2 separate regions of the Mus musculus genome follow, and region 2 is linked to region 1. Evidence: chromatin contacts called from public promoter capture Hi-C data. All regions are on one chromosome and are shown on one strand. Each heading gives the region's core, a stretch centred on a gene start, on an enhancer-like site or on the middle of the called end of the contact. The rest is flanking DNA. Distances are from core to core; before and after follow the strand shown. Region 1 overlaps Uba6 (ubiquitin-like modifier activating enzyme 6). Region 2 holds the start of Uba6 (ubiquitin-like modifier activating enzyme 6).

Region 1 (7,349 bases), core at 965-3,464:
CATATAGTTTTGCAGCACTCTGAAGAAAACTGAGGTGCCTTTTGAAATGAAATAAAAAATAAAGCAGTTTGAATGGCAGTTTTAAAGAAGATATTTAAGTCAGTAGGAAATACAGTCTTTATATTAATTAACACTTAAGAACTACATTTAAAGTCTGTTTTGAAGAGTTAATTTTTACCCCTTTTAAAGTTAAGGTAATGAAATTCTTGTCTAGACTAAAACAAGAGGAATACCAAATGTCCTTTTGATATAAAAACACATGTTAAAACACTATATTCAAGCAGTCATCAGGAATACTATGATATTCAGAACTATTAGAATACTTGGAGAAAAGTAATTTTAATTCATAAGAATATATGTATCAGGTATGAATGAGTATATATTAAATCTGAAATAGCAAAAAAATTTACTAAAAACAAAAATGGGCATGTCATACTAGAAAGGCAATTTAGTTGAATTCTGAAGGAAGTAATAGCTGAGAAAATTCAGCAAAGTGCTATTTGTAGAAAGGCAGATAAGTGAAGGGAGGCCAAGTGTTCGATGAGAGTGTGCACACTAAGTGTAACTATAAAAATAGCGTATAGATAGATCCAGGCACTCAGTAAGAAACAAACTAAAATCTTACTTGTATTAATATAGGTAGGTCATATTAACTGCATTTCCACAGAAAGCATCTTAGCTTTATTTATTGTAAGAACACATATTATCATTTTTATTTTCTTATAGTAGATGACTTAAGTATTTTATGGAGTAGATATTACAAACAATAAATGTATTAGGTACATAAATAAATAGATGCACATCTGTGTAGGAGGAATGTGGCTGGTTCTGCTGACTAGAATGACTTGTTAACTTTTGGATTAAGAGACTTAAATTATTTAACACTGAAGATTCTACAGTATATAACTAAGACATTTAAAGTTAAAATATACACATATACTTACAAAGGTTCATTTAAATCAAATTTTATTGGAGAAGGCGGCCTTTTTGGTGATTGCCAAAACAAACCTAGTAAAATGATAAAATATCATTTTTAATAAATATAGGTCTTATATAGTATTTCATATTACAATCTTTTCTCAATGGTTATACTCACTGCCATCTTTTAGTCTTGTCTCAAGAGGAAAACAGTGAAGAAGCTGCAGAGCCTAAAAGAGGAAGAAAACATGAAAAAAAATCCCCCCTTTTTGTTATCAGAAGAAAAAAAAACCCTGAAATTAAAAAAAACCTGCTCAGTACATATTTGCATATTTTCATTATAAATCAAACAAAAAGTCTAAAAGATACACAATGGGGTCTTGTAGTTAGCTTCCTCCTGTCCTGCCCGCATCATTATAGTCTTTTTAGAATTACTTCATACCTTTCTTACAATATTTACACACCATTTTGTATCTAAGAGCTAATCATTACAATAAATTTAAAAAAAATACAAATATATATGGCATTTAGCATTTCAAAATTATTTGCTTAAGATGTGCTTGGAAGAGGGTGGGAATATGAAACATCTGTAAACTGATAATGCTTCAACTGAAGTGAAAGGTAAAAAATGATGAATATGGACATTATACTATTTTCTTATATTTCCACGATTCCTTAATTTTTTTCTATACTACTAATAAAAAAAATCACCCAAAACAGGGCTGGTGCTCAGCGGGTAAAGCTACTTGCTGCCAAGCATAGAAACCTGAGTTTGATCCCTAGGACCCACATGGTGAAAGGCAAAAATTGCTGTTGTTTGTCTTTTGACGTCCACAGGAGCACTGTGGATGTGAACATACTCCACTCCTCTACAAAACAAATCATTAAAAGTGTATCAATAAAAATAAAAACACCAACATTAAAAAAATCCAAACCCACAATTACAGAAGATAGTTCAGAAGAAACGTAGTTAAGACATACAAAGAGTGTGCTGATTGCAAGTCCTTGAGAGTTTAGAGGCTAGGTCCTGCTCTGCAGACAAAAAGCTCATGAACAGGCCACAGAATCTCTCCAATCCCAGGCCATCCTGACAATGTCCTATGGAAGCCTGCCGCCTACTCAGTTCTCTGCTGCTTCTCTGAGCAGAGTCAGTCACTTTCGTGTCTTTCTCAATAAATCTTTTACCTGTGGTTTGTTGTACAGTGTGACTTTATGGTATTTCTTGGCACCCTACTGCCAGGACACCTTTCTCCTCAGAACTGTAACACACTGATAATTATGATAAAAACAGGGGAAATATTAAGGAAAGAAGTCCTATTTTTGGGGAAGTGAGCTTAGAACATTTCTCTAAAAAGCAAACCATACAGGAAGTGAAAACAAAAATATATCCTCAAAGACCATTTCTCTTAAGGATAACCTTATAAAGTAAGGGCTTAAGTGTAAATTGGGAGAGAAGCAAGCAGGGTACTGAGCAGAAGGCAAGATTCATATTGTTTCTTGGGGAGATGGGGTTTGGTGGAAGAAAGCTCAGGGATTGGCCCTGGTCTTGGGGTCAAGTAAGGGGCAGGGTGCTTTTCCTCCGCCCTGATATTAGGGTCAGGGTCAGGGTGTTCACTCCTTGGTCTTTTTGCCCTACCCTGAGGGATGGGTTAAAAAAGTACAGGATACAGTCTGTTAGCTATGTGACTGTAAGAATCACAGTGTGAATGAATATGTGCCTTGGCCTATTCTAAATGCTTTATATGGATTAGCTTATTTGATGCCTACTGTATTCTATATGTCTTAATTACTTTAGATTTTTAGTTGAAGAAAGACCATAAAATGTATTTATGAGTTATGATTAGAAAAGGCAAAATCTGAACAAAAATTCCATCTCAATTATCAGTCTCTTGTTTCTATTCTGAACAAACTTAAACGCCTCTTTTTTTTTTAAAGATTTCTTTATTATTATAAATAAGTACACTGTAGCTGTTTTTAGACACACCAGAAGAAAGTGTTGGATCTCATTACAGATGGTTGTGAGCCACCATGTGGTTGCTGAGATTTGAACTCAGGACCTTCGAAAGAGCCGTTAGTGCTCTTACCGCGCTGAGCCATCTCTCCAGCCCAATTGAACAAACTTCTTTAGACTACAGAATTAATGCACTCCATATTACCTAGAGACAAAAGCTACCTAAAACCCAGCTTAGCACATAGGGCCAAGTCAGTGCATAGATGACAAGTCAAGCTAACGGAGGCAGAGGCAGGTGGATTTCTGAGTTCGAGGCCAGCCTGGTCTACAGAGTGAGTTCCAGGATAGCCAGGGCTACACAGAGAAATCCTGTCTCGAAAAACCAAAAAAAAAAAAAAAAAAAAAAAAGAGAAACGGTTTATGTTAAATGGTTAAATGTTTTAACACAGAGAAATTGGTCATATGCCTAGGAGCTACTCTCATTTAACTTACTATTTATTTCTAAAATGCTTGGTGAAAAAAAAAGAACAAATATTTTAAGTCTGGGAAATTAGTAATAAATAAATGAGCCATGGACAGGCATTCATTTAATGTCTCAGAATGTATACTTACCTTATGGTTAAAGTATTTTTCAAACTTTAGTCTTGCTAACTCTACACACTGGGACCAAATTCTAGGTCTTCTGCTAAGTAGCTTAATAACTTGAAAACAGCCTTCTAAACTTTGTCCATTTTGTATCTTCTAGAATAAGAGGAAAACAAAGAAAAATAAAACACTTGATCACAAGCACAAACACATTCCAAAAGGACGATCCAAAGTGACTAACGGACTTAGTATTTTAATTTTTTTTCCTGCTTAAGAACTTCTCTCTCTCTCTCTCTCTTTCTTTCTTTAAATTATGAGGGGAATAGTAACTGGAATTTTAGACTACTTTTTCTTTTTTAAAAAATTTATTCTTATTTTGTGCACATTGGTGTTTTGCTTATATTGTATGTATCTCTGTGTGAGGGTGTCAGATCCCCTGGTACTGGAGTCAGAGACAGCTGTGAGCTGCAGTGTGGGTGCTGGCAATTGAATCTGGGTCCTCTGGAAGAGCAGTCAGTGCTCCTAACTGCGGAGGTATTTCCAGCTCCCAGATTTGAAGTTTGTTTGTTTCTTTCTTTCCTTTTTTTTTCTAGACAGGGTTTCTCTGTGTAGTCCTGGCTGTCCTGGAACTCACTTTGTAGACCAGGCTGGCCTCGAACTCAGAAATCCGCCTGCCTTTGCCTCCCAACTGCTGGGACTAAAGGCGTGCGCCACCACACCCGGCTAGATTTGAAGTTTCTTAATTCAAGAAATATTTTCATGTTTTCCTATGAGTAACATACTAAGTACCAAAGAGGTCCTTAGTATAGAGAGATCTAGGAGTAATAGTTAATTAAAAAATTGACTTTTTTAGTTGTGTATGATTAAATGTAAACTACTATCTTTGAAGTTGGCCTTATTGTAGTGATTATTTTCTCTTGAACTGACCTTAACTTTTTCCCCAAAGAATTTACCAAACCCTCTATTTTTTGCTATTTTATCATTATTATTACACCCTCATTTGGTTGAACCATAAAACCTAATGTTTGAAGGTCAGTGACAATTACATACAGTTCAATTAAGCTAAAACAAAACAAATCAAAACAACACAAAACAAAACAGGCTATTTGTGACCTAAGTTCAAGATTCCCAGTAGAACGTTTCACTGTGATCAAGTTTTTAATCACTCCCTATTTCTACAGGAGATATTATTTTTAGGTAACTAGAAAATAAGATTATACTAACATAAGTATCTGCAGTAAAATGCATTCCTTTACCTGTAAGACATCTTCTGCAGAGGGATATGCTTGCCAAAACTTGTTAAACAGTGAAGGTTTGTGGGAGAAGGAACTTTCAAACTATAAAGGGGAAAAAAAGTTTCAGATATGTTTAGTAGTTATAGTACTGCCTTTTCTAATTCAGAGAAGACAAATTCACTAAGAAGAACTTTTACCTTGTCTCTTGCCCACTGGATAGTATGTTCGATAGCTGCTGGAAAGGACTTTAGAGTGCAAAATGGTATTTCCTCTTCGGGGGGGTCTCGCTATTGAAAAATAAAAAGTAAAACCAAATATCTGGCTAAATTTTGAGTCTGATTAGTCTAAACATAAGGCCTGTTATACATTTTCATATCAGTCATTTACATAATAAAGCAAAAGTTAATTTCTTGGCCATTTAACCTGTTGAAAGTCATGTGAAAACACAAATCCCATCGTTCTTTACCATTGTGTACTTGTGCGGTGTGGCAGAAAGTCCTCATGGTAAATCATAATACATTATTAAGTTTTTTTTTCTAGAAAAATTCATGTGACATGTAAAATTTTATTACATTACTTCTAACTTAGAGAAGTGATTAAGAATCCTTAATATCTAAGCTCTTAGTGTTCCTAAAGATTCCCCATGAAGTAAATCATTTGGGAAAAGGACTCTTAGTAGTTTACTAGAAAGTATATACATTAGATGGGCAATGATTAATGTCTTACTAGTAGAAGTACCACTGAAGACCTCCTTGTCTATTAGATGGCTCACTTACAGCCTAAGCTTACTGGTTTACTCAGTCAAAAATGACTCAACTTATGCCTTTTTACTGAATGAATCTCTAATTTGATGATTTATGAGCAAATAACTTTTTATAATTCAATGAGGAGCATTGTAGGAATATTAAATTATGTTATACAAGAGTCTAAAATAAAAAAAAACAAGAGAAAGTTCAGCAAATGTAGCAGAATGAGAGGATCCTCTACTGTGAAAACCTTCCCATGGCATCATGCACATCATGACTCCCTATTTAAAACTCTAATGAACCTCAGCTTAATCTACTATATTACTGTTATTACATCTATCAGTAAGTGAATTTCATGAGAGAAAATAAGAAAACAGTGAATGCTAAGAATTTAAAAACTTTACTAAACCAAATGTACCCTTTAAATCAAGGAACACTGATACTTATAAAAATCATGTACTTTAATTATTTTACTTTAACTGTTCAATTTTAAATTATAAAACCTACAATTATTGGGGGCTGGTGATATGGCTCAGTGGGTTAGAGCACTCGACTGCTCTTCCAAAGGTCTGAAGTTCAAATCCCAGCAACCACATGGTGGCTTACAACCATCTGTAATGAGATCTGATGCCCTCTTCTGGAGTGTCTGAAGACAGCTACAGTGTGTACTTACATATAATAAATAAATAAGTAAATAAATAAATAAATCTTTTAAAAAAAACCAAAACCTACAATTATTTCTTAGATCCATAGATTCAATGTTAGCAATATTATAAAATCATTTATGGGATAAAAATGTTACATTTTACTATCTATCTAATATATATATATATGTACACACACTGCTTCCTTTGAACCATTGAAGAATATTTTTTTCAGGTAGTGTGTGGGTAGATTATCAGGTTATATTTTTAATAGGTCTGACAAATATTTCTAATAATGCATGCTAGGGACATAAATTCTTAATGAGGACAAACATTTAAGATGTACCTAGACTTACTGCAACTTGATATGCCAAGATTGGCTGGTATCTATGGGGATGGGGTCTCCTCTTTTTTTGAGGAGAAGGGGAGGAGGAGTGCATGGGGTGGCAGGTAAGAGGGAGGTACCGCAGAAGGGGAAGGGAAAGCTGTCATCAGGATGTAAAGTAAATAACTTAATAAAAAGATTTAAAAAATAAGTACACATTTATTACACTTCTGTTATTTTACTATATGCCAGCTTATATCTAATAGAATAAAACCCAACATCAGAAAATGGATTTGATTCCAAGTCTCTGGTGACAGTTCTATTTTCAGTCAAAATTTTTAATTGCTTTTAAAAGCTATTTTCAACTCTATGATAGTCAGAAAATGTAAACTCTTTCCTGTTTTATATTCAGGGGCAGGGCAGATGTATCATGTTGGTGATGTGAACTGAAGGACCTCAATGTGTTCTCAGGCACCCATGTAAAGCTGGGTGTGGTGGCATGGCATGGAATCCCAGCACTAGAGAGACAGGCCAGTCAGTTCAGTCAATCTGTATTTCTAGTGCTCAGTGAGAGACCCTGTCAGAAAGAAATCATAGAATACCAGAGAAAGATTCTGGACATTGAAATATGGCCACTATACATATGTGGTATTCCTACCATCTGAATACACACTTAAAAAACTAGGTTCAACATGTTTAAACATGCAGATGCACATATGGGTCAACCTGTCAGAGCTAAAGTCAAGATTGATAAAGCTAAGTCAAATTTATTGATTCTTTCATGAAAACAAAAATTATGATATAAAAAGACAAACATTTATTCAATATACTGACTTACATGACTATTATAAGATTCAGTTAATTGAGGTACGATAATTTCAGTATGTCCCTTGGTGCCCATTGTTCCAGAATCTAAGAGAGGCCGTAGATTTGCTAAACAGCGAC
Region 2 (6,902 bases), core at 607-3,106, 43 kb after region 1:
CCTGGGCTGGTAGTCTTGGGTTCTATAAGAGAGCAGGCTGAGCAAGCCAGGGGAAGCAGGCCAGTAAGGAACATCCCTCCATGGCCTCTGCATCAGCTCCTGCTTCCTGACCTGCTTGAATTCCAGTCCTGACTTCCTTTGGTGATCAACAGCAATATGAGAAGCGTAAGCTGAATAAACCGTTTCCTCCCCAACTTGCTTCTTGGTCATGGTTTTGTACAAGAATAGAAACCCTTAGCCGGGCGTGGTGGCGCACGCCTTTAGTCCCAGCACTCGGGAGGCAGAGGCAGGCGGATTTCTGAGTTGGAGGCCAGCCTGGTCTACAAAGTGAGCTCCAGGACAGCCAGGGCTATTCAGAGAAACCCTGTCTCGAAAAACCAAAAAAGAATAGAAACCCTTAGACAAGGTCCTTCCATACAAAATGTATGTTTTCTTAGGTATCATCTTCCTTAGAGTTTTAAAATGTGTTGAAGTTAATTTCACTAACTGTTGCTATGTGCAGTGCTTGCTGTTGAGATTTTTAGAGCAACCAGACACTAACTGCACTGTAAGCACCTCATATAATAAAGTCAGCATATTCACACAACATATACTAAAACTATATATAAACCTGTAGTATCCTATCATTTTGTTTCTATTTTACACACTTTATTGCACTTGCTATTCTATGTTACACACAATGACTTAGGTGGATTAAAGTTCTGACTAAAAATGAGAACGGGGTTATGCTCAGCCGCTTAATGGCTATGGCCAACACTTAAAAAGCTCTGTCTCAATGATTGTTTCGAGAATATGTTCAAAAACAGTCACGCCTGATTGCACATACTTGTAATCTCAGAAATTCAGACGAGGAGGGAGGAAGCCATCTTTGGCAAACTTGGAGCCAGCCTCAGAATCAATATAATAATAATAATAATAATAATAACAACAACAACAACAACAACAACAATAACAAATCATCTGTAAGAGCAACTAAGGGGCAGATATTTGTATTCAATAATATTTCTTAAGTCGATTTTGGCAGCATTGGCCAGGGCAGACAATACTTCCATCCAGTCCTTGAAGTATATGTCTCAATGTGCAATGTAAAGCTAGTAACGTAAGAAATCCATCACTTCTATATTTGGTATGTAATAGTCATATACTGGGTAGGATACAAGCGGGGCTTTCTTAACTGTAAGATGACCAAAAGAGAACTAACGCAAACACTGGAGAGAGTATACCAGGACCCCAACCCCGGAATTTTTGCAGGCTGAGAAAGAAAAACTCCAAGATCCTCAGCGGGAAATAATCCTAGGAACCTTGGGCCCCGCCCCGCGCTCCAACACCCCCGTAGTAAACAGAGAGGATTCTCGGGGTGTCCACACTGCAACGGATTCATCCTGACTTGAGCTCTCAAGAACAGTTTTCCTAAGGAGCACGGCTGGAGGAGGATAGTGCTCCGTGGCGCTGAAGGAAGTGTGCCAAGCAACAGGGGCCACAACCCTCTCCTGAATGACTGGCCGCTCAGAAGTAGTGACCTGAGGGAAGGATGCTGGACCCGACCCGGGAAGAGCCGGTCTCCTCAGAGGAGCGGAGCTGGAGCAGCGAGGGCAGCGCCCACGCCGCCACACCCACCGCCCGCCGGCTCGCTCGCTCGTTCGCCACCTCGCTAGCTCCCTGTGGCTCCGCGCGGCCCCGTGGCCTCCGCGCGCTCCGAGCCGCCGGAACGCGAGAACGGAGCCCGCGTCGGCGTTCCTCCGCTCCTTCCCGCCCAGCCTGCCCCGGGCCAGGCCTCTCACCCGCAGGCTCCCCAGGAGGAGCAGGACGCCTCTTCACAGGAAAGCACAGCCAACGGCTCGGACCGCTCCATCGCCTTCCGACAGACTGACTGCAGCGAGGCGGGGAGGCAGGCGAGGGGGCGGGGCCGCGAGGGTCAAGGGGCGGGCGGCGACGTCACCAGGGGGAGGAGCTGGGGAAAAGTACGCCCAGGACAGGGTTTCCAGTCAGCCCCTGGGACACCTGACTTCCGGTTGGGGCGGGGCAACGGGGCGCGCTTCCTTGCAGGTGAGGGGAGTGCCTACGTGAAGGCTGCTGAGCGCTGAGGGCAAACGCGGAACCAAAACGCGTCACTTCCGGCTGTGAGAGCGTACCGCTCCAGGGGGCTCGACAGCTACCAGATGCTGTTGCCTTGCAAATCCAGAACTGTTACAGTGCCTTGAGGAGATCGCTTTTCTGAACAACAACAACAAAAAGAGGACATTTCCAGGCTGGGATTCCACTTAAAGATTCCATTTAAATTGTTTTGAACATCTATTACTGATCTCTGTAGTCAAGTGACTAAAAAGAGCTGTAAAATTTGGCACTTTCATTTTAAGGGAGGAAAAACAAGGAACTCAAATGATATGATCAAAGACATACAGCCAGTAACTCATATTACCAGTTCTCTGATTGCCGATTTCTCATCTAATTCTTTTTTTTCATTCATTCTCATTTTACCATTTTTAGAAAACAATTGTGTACACACAGTACAATTAAGAATCTTTGTTGTTGTTTTTTTTCGAGACAGGGTTTCTTTGTGCAGCCCTGGCTGTCCTGGAGCTCACTCTGTAGACCAGGCTGGCCTCGAACTCAGAAATCTGCCTGCCTCTGCCTCTTCCTCCCAAGTGCTGGGATTAAGTGTGTGCCACCACGCCCAGCTATTAAGAATCTTTCTAACTGGTGATGTGTTTGACGAAACACTAGCCCAATTTTAAAAATCCGTGTTTGATTATAGACATAGGGCAGCGTTCTGTAAAGTATAACAGGTTTTACTTCAAAATTGTCTTGAAATCACAAAAATGATTTTAGGGTTGGTGGTCACCACAGCACGAGAAGTTGTATGAAAGAGTCACAGCATTATCAGTGAGAACACAGTAGCTTCTCCGGGCAGAGGAACTTTGCTGTATGTTAAAGCATGTTTTTATATTTTTTACTAGCTTTGTGTCTTGACTTTTTCTGTATCTGTTACTGCTATTAGGGAAAATAAATTTTTATTTCCTTAGTCCAAGGAGACCATGGATTTAAGGGAAACTTTTCTAACTTAAAAACTATCTGTCCCTGTTGTATGGCTTGATTGAAAAAAAAAAAAAAAATGTGGCTCCCAACCAGGCAGCATACACTAGCTTGAGGCCCTTGACACATGTACAGCAGAGGACTGCCAGGTCTGGTCTGAGTGAGAGACTTGAGGCCCCAGGGAGTGAGGAGGTCTGGTGGGGAAGGGTGGGGGAGGGGCATCCTCTCGAAGAGGGAAAAGGAGGAGGAGGAGGAGGAGGAATGGGATGAGGAACTGCCAGAGGGCAGACCTGGAGGGGGACTGGACTGTTAAAAAAAAAAAAAAAAAAAAAAAAGATTTAAAAAAAGTAAAATACTAATACTACTAGTATGGCTCAATGCCTGTCATGTCCACTCCTATTCGTTCTCAACCCTGGTGTTAGCTGTCTCTTGTCTTCTTGTCTCTGTCTGTGCTGAGCTGCATCCTAACGCTGCATGTAATCATTCTACTTGCAAACATTTGTTTCTGAATAATTTCAGATTTACAGAAAATTTAGAAAGATAATAGAGAATTTATCTGAATTCTTCAAATAACTTGCCCATTTTGTATTTGGGTGCATTTTTCATGACTTAGAAATTGATATTTGTGTGATACTTAAATCCATACATTTTACTAAGATACCACAGGTTTTTCTGCTAACCATTCCCCTCAGAATCCATTCCAGGATAACAGGAAACATTTACGATGAGCTGATATTACCAAATTTTGTAGGTGAATACTGTGATGTGTATTTTCCTGAAACACATATGCCTGTGCAAATTCTGTAAATCAAAATGTTTACATTATAAATTATATATAACCAACAATCATATTGTTTCTATAATAACAGAACATATCCAAGTCTATTTCTCTTATTTCATACTTCTGAACTATTAAATAATAGCACAGTAAAGATGCTCAATATATAATTTCTTTGACTTACAGAAGACGACTCAGAGATTAAATGGCTCAAATAAATTCATATCATTTTTTTTCATACAACCAGGGCTAGAATTCAGTGTTGTTCCTAGCCTGGTGTTCTGAGAGACTGGACCACCCATTTCACAATTAAAAATTGATTACTAATGTCAAGTCAGCACATTAATACATATGTTCCTGAATTTTGAGCAAGATCTTTTCCCAAGGACGTTCTAAAATTTGAACTGGTTGAAAGCTAACTGTTTAACCCAGAGGTAATTCTTTTGTAAAGGAAAAGTCTTTATTAAAACCTTAATAGTTATGCACTGATTTGAGCTGTGGATCGGAATATGTATGTTGCAGACTGCATGTGCTTACATCACCCAGATTCAGATGTTGAAACCATATTCATGGTGATGGAATTTGAAGATTGCATTGTTCAGAGATGAAAGCTTAGAGATCCCTGTCATCCTTCTGGTCCTATAAGGGCATAGCAAGAGCCAATTTTCCCAGAACCAGAGTGGGCCCTTCCTTATAAGAGATACAAAATCTGTGGGCACTTTGTAGTCTTGAGAAAGGGGGGTTTATGTAAGAGCCTACACAGATTACAGCAATTGAAGATCACAGTGTTTGGAATAGTTTTAAAATGGTTTATAGAATAAAAGAAGAGCAATAGCCATAAGCTTGCAACTTAAATACCAGTTTCAAGGACATTCTAAAAAACAGGTTTTTAGTTTATGTGTGTATTTTGCCTGCATGTATATATGTACACTGCATGTGTTCCTGCTGTATCGGATACCTTGAAAAATGGATTTCTAGCTGGCTGTGAACCTCTCTGTGGGTGCAGATGCTCCGAACTAACCCAGGTCTCCTGGAACAGGAATAAGTGCCCTCAACCACTGAGCCACTTTCCAGCCCGTTCAGGGCATTTTAATTGTTTGATTGTGTACGTGACAGTGTTGGCAGAGAAAAATGTAACAATTATACTGTCACATTTACCTTTTGACTAATAAGGACAAAACCCCTGAAAATCCCTAAATGGGCCTTCAAATTTTCATATCTTTTTTCTGGGTAATATGCTGTCGTTTCATCTGGATCTATCTGTTCTGACTGGGGAAGGGAGGCAATTGAGCAGCCCCCTGAAACAATACCCAGTCCTTATTTAAGAGATTGAGATTTTAGCCACAGTGACTATTCCCCCATAAACTCAACTGTAGTTTAAACTCTTACAGAAAGTGCAGTAGTCACTGGATCAATGGAGGCTTTCTTGCACAGGTATTTGTAGTCCACAGAGCTAAGGTGCTGGAAAAATGAACTCAAGGACCACCAGAGCTACCCTAGGCAGTGCCATTTAGGTCCTTTGTCTCAAAGTGGAAGGATGCATTTTACAGAGTTTAGACGGGAAGATGGTTTTATAGGTGGAATCTCAAGAAAAAGAAGGAAGGAGAGGCCCTGTGTAGGAAGATTGGGTCCCAAACAATGGGCACTGACAAGGACTGGACTCCAGGTTTTCTTAGAACATAGGGAAGAAGCTCTGGAGAGACAACGGGGGAGGGGCAGTCAGTCCAGTCAGTCCCACCTTGTTTCCAGGTGCCTCTTTTGGTTACATCTCCGTTTAGCTCCCTGGCAGTGGAGCTCACTTAACTTGTGTAAAAGGGAAAGAAAGCCAGTGGGAAACACAATTAGGAAAAACGGACTCCACCAGAAGAGAATCAAGTACATTTCTGGCCAAGAACAAGGATTAAGGTTCCTGTTCCTAGGCTGTCTGACCAGTTCCAACTTCCTGTCCTCATCAACACTAACTCATTGGATGCCTTTTGTTTTCTTGACTGAACCAATATGTAAGCCATCTTTCTTTAGCTTCTTTCCTACATGGTTTGATATCCTGATCCTTCAGCTCAGAGGACATCAAATATTAACAAGCCTCTTTACTTCCTAGTTAAAGTACATTTGACCCCACTCAGCACTTCTTCTGAAGTGTGAGGCTAAGCGTCTGCATGTCTAACAGGGTTCCCTGGTTATATGTGTGGGGCTAAAAGTCAGGACCGTATTTTGTGCTGTCAAACCTGTTTTACTTCATAGCTTGACCCTCTTGAGTCTTAGTGGGAACTTCTTTATTGAATTCTGGTCTTTACTCATCTTTAATAGTCTTTGGTTTCTATTGTGGTATGTGTGTGTGTGTGTGTTACTCTTGCTCTGTTCTTTGGCTTGATTGTCTGGATCTTGTCTGGAATCCTGTCTGAATAGTGACACCTCTTTCCTATTTCTGTGTAATACACAAGGTGCTTTGTATGTCTATGGAAAGTAATTGGTATTACCATGAGGTAAACTACACAGAAGTAAGATGTTTTTCCTCCCCCGGAGTTCTACCATAAATTTTCCTGATTATCCAAAATCTGAAATGTTGTAAAATACAAAGCCTTTTGAGTATTAGATGCTATACATGACTTCATGTGATAGGTTTCAGTAAAAACAAAGGTGCACTAAAAATTTTATACAAAATTACCATCACGTTATTAGTATGACAATAGATAAGGCTATACGAAGCAAATGAATACTATGTTCAGACTGGGGTCCTATCTCAAAAATATTTTAACTATAAATATATGTTTCAAACTCTCGAAAATCTAAAAGGTGAAGAAAGTTATATATGGATGATCACACCCAAGAGAAAAGACAGTGGGCCAGGAAGATGCTCAGCAGGAAAGGGCACTTGCCAACAAATCTGAGAACCTGAGTTGTTCCATCCCTGGGTTGCACATGGTGGAAGGAAAGAACCAAGTCTTGCAAGTTCTCCTTTGACACCTCTATCAAACACTTGATCTCCTTTGTGCTGTCAAACCCGCTTCTTCTACTTCATAGCTTGACTCACAAAAGGAGCACAAGTAGATCCTTGTGCAGGACAGCACAAAGGAGATCAAGTGTCTGCTTG

Evidence for each region. Promoter capture Hi-C pulls out the DNA fragments that hold promoters and counts their contacts.
Region 2: a promoter capture Hi-C map of macrophages shows a contact between it and region 1, with 5 read pairs. The contact joins the promoter of Uba6 here to the enhancer-like site in region 1. A contact is called at or near these places in 18 of 39 promoter capture datasets (the 3T3-L1 cell line, the C10 cell line, the HPC-7 cell line and 10 more), 60 of 484 Hi-C or Micro-C datasets (the AML12 cell line, CD4 T cells, the G1E-ER4 cell line and 35 more), 2 of 115 datasets of contacts at active chromatin or transcription factors (the SCID.adh cell line and embryonic stem cells) and 3 of 9 other capture datasets (adipose tissue, liver and macrophages).

Annotation. Positions count from the first base shown.
Region 1 is chr5:86,127,732-86,135,080 of GRCm38.p6, forward strand. Uba6 (ubiquitin-like modifier activating enzyme 6) reads right to left here. Exons shown (of 33, transcript NM_172712.2): 20 at 7,243-7,348; 21 at 4,887-4,976; 22 at 4,711-4,791; 23 at 3,482-3,610; 24 at 1,097-1,148; 25 at 945-1,008; 26 at 1-38. Among named protein-coding and RNA genes, the nearest start is that of Uba6, 41 kb to the right of the region's middle. Within about 2 kb of position 2,215, at least 12 of the 459 cell types and tissues checked have an H3K27ac peak or open chromatin away from gene starts, as enhancers often do. A contact at or near this core is called in bone marrow-derived macrophages and macrophages, where this site is marked.
Region 2 is chr5:86,170,887-86,177,788 of GRCm38.p6, forward strand. It overlaps Uba6 (ubiquitin-like modifier activating enzyme 6), which reads right to left and starts at 1,857. Exons shown (of 33, transcript NM_172712.2): 1 at 1,782-1,857. The coding sequence starts at 1,852.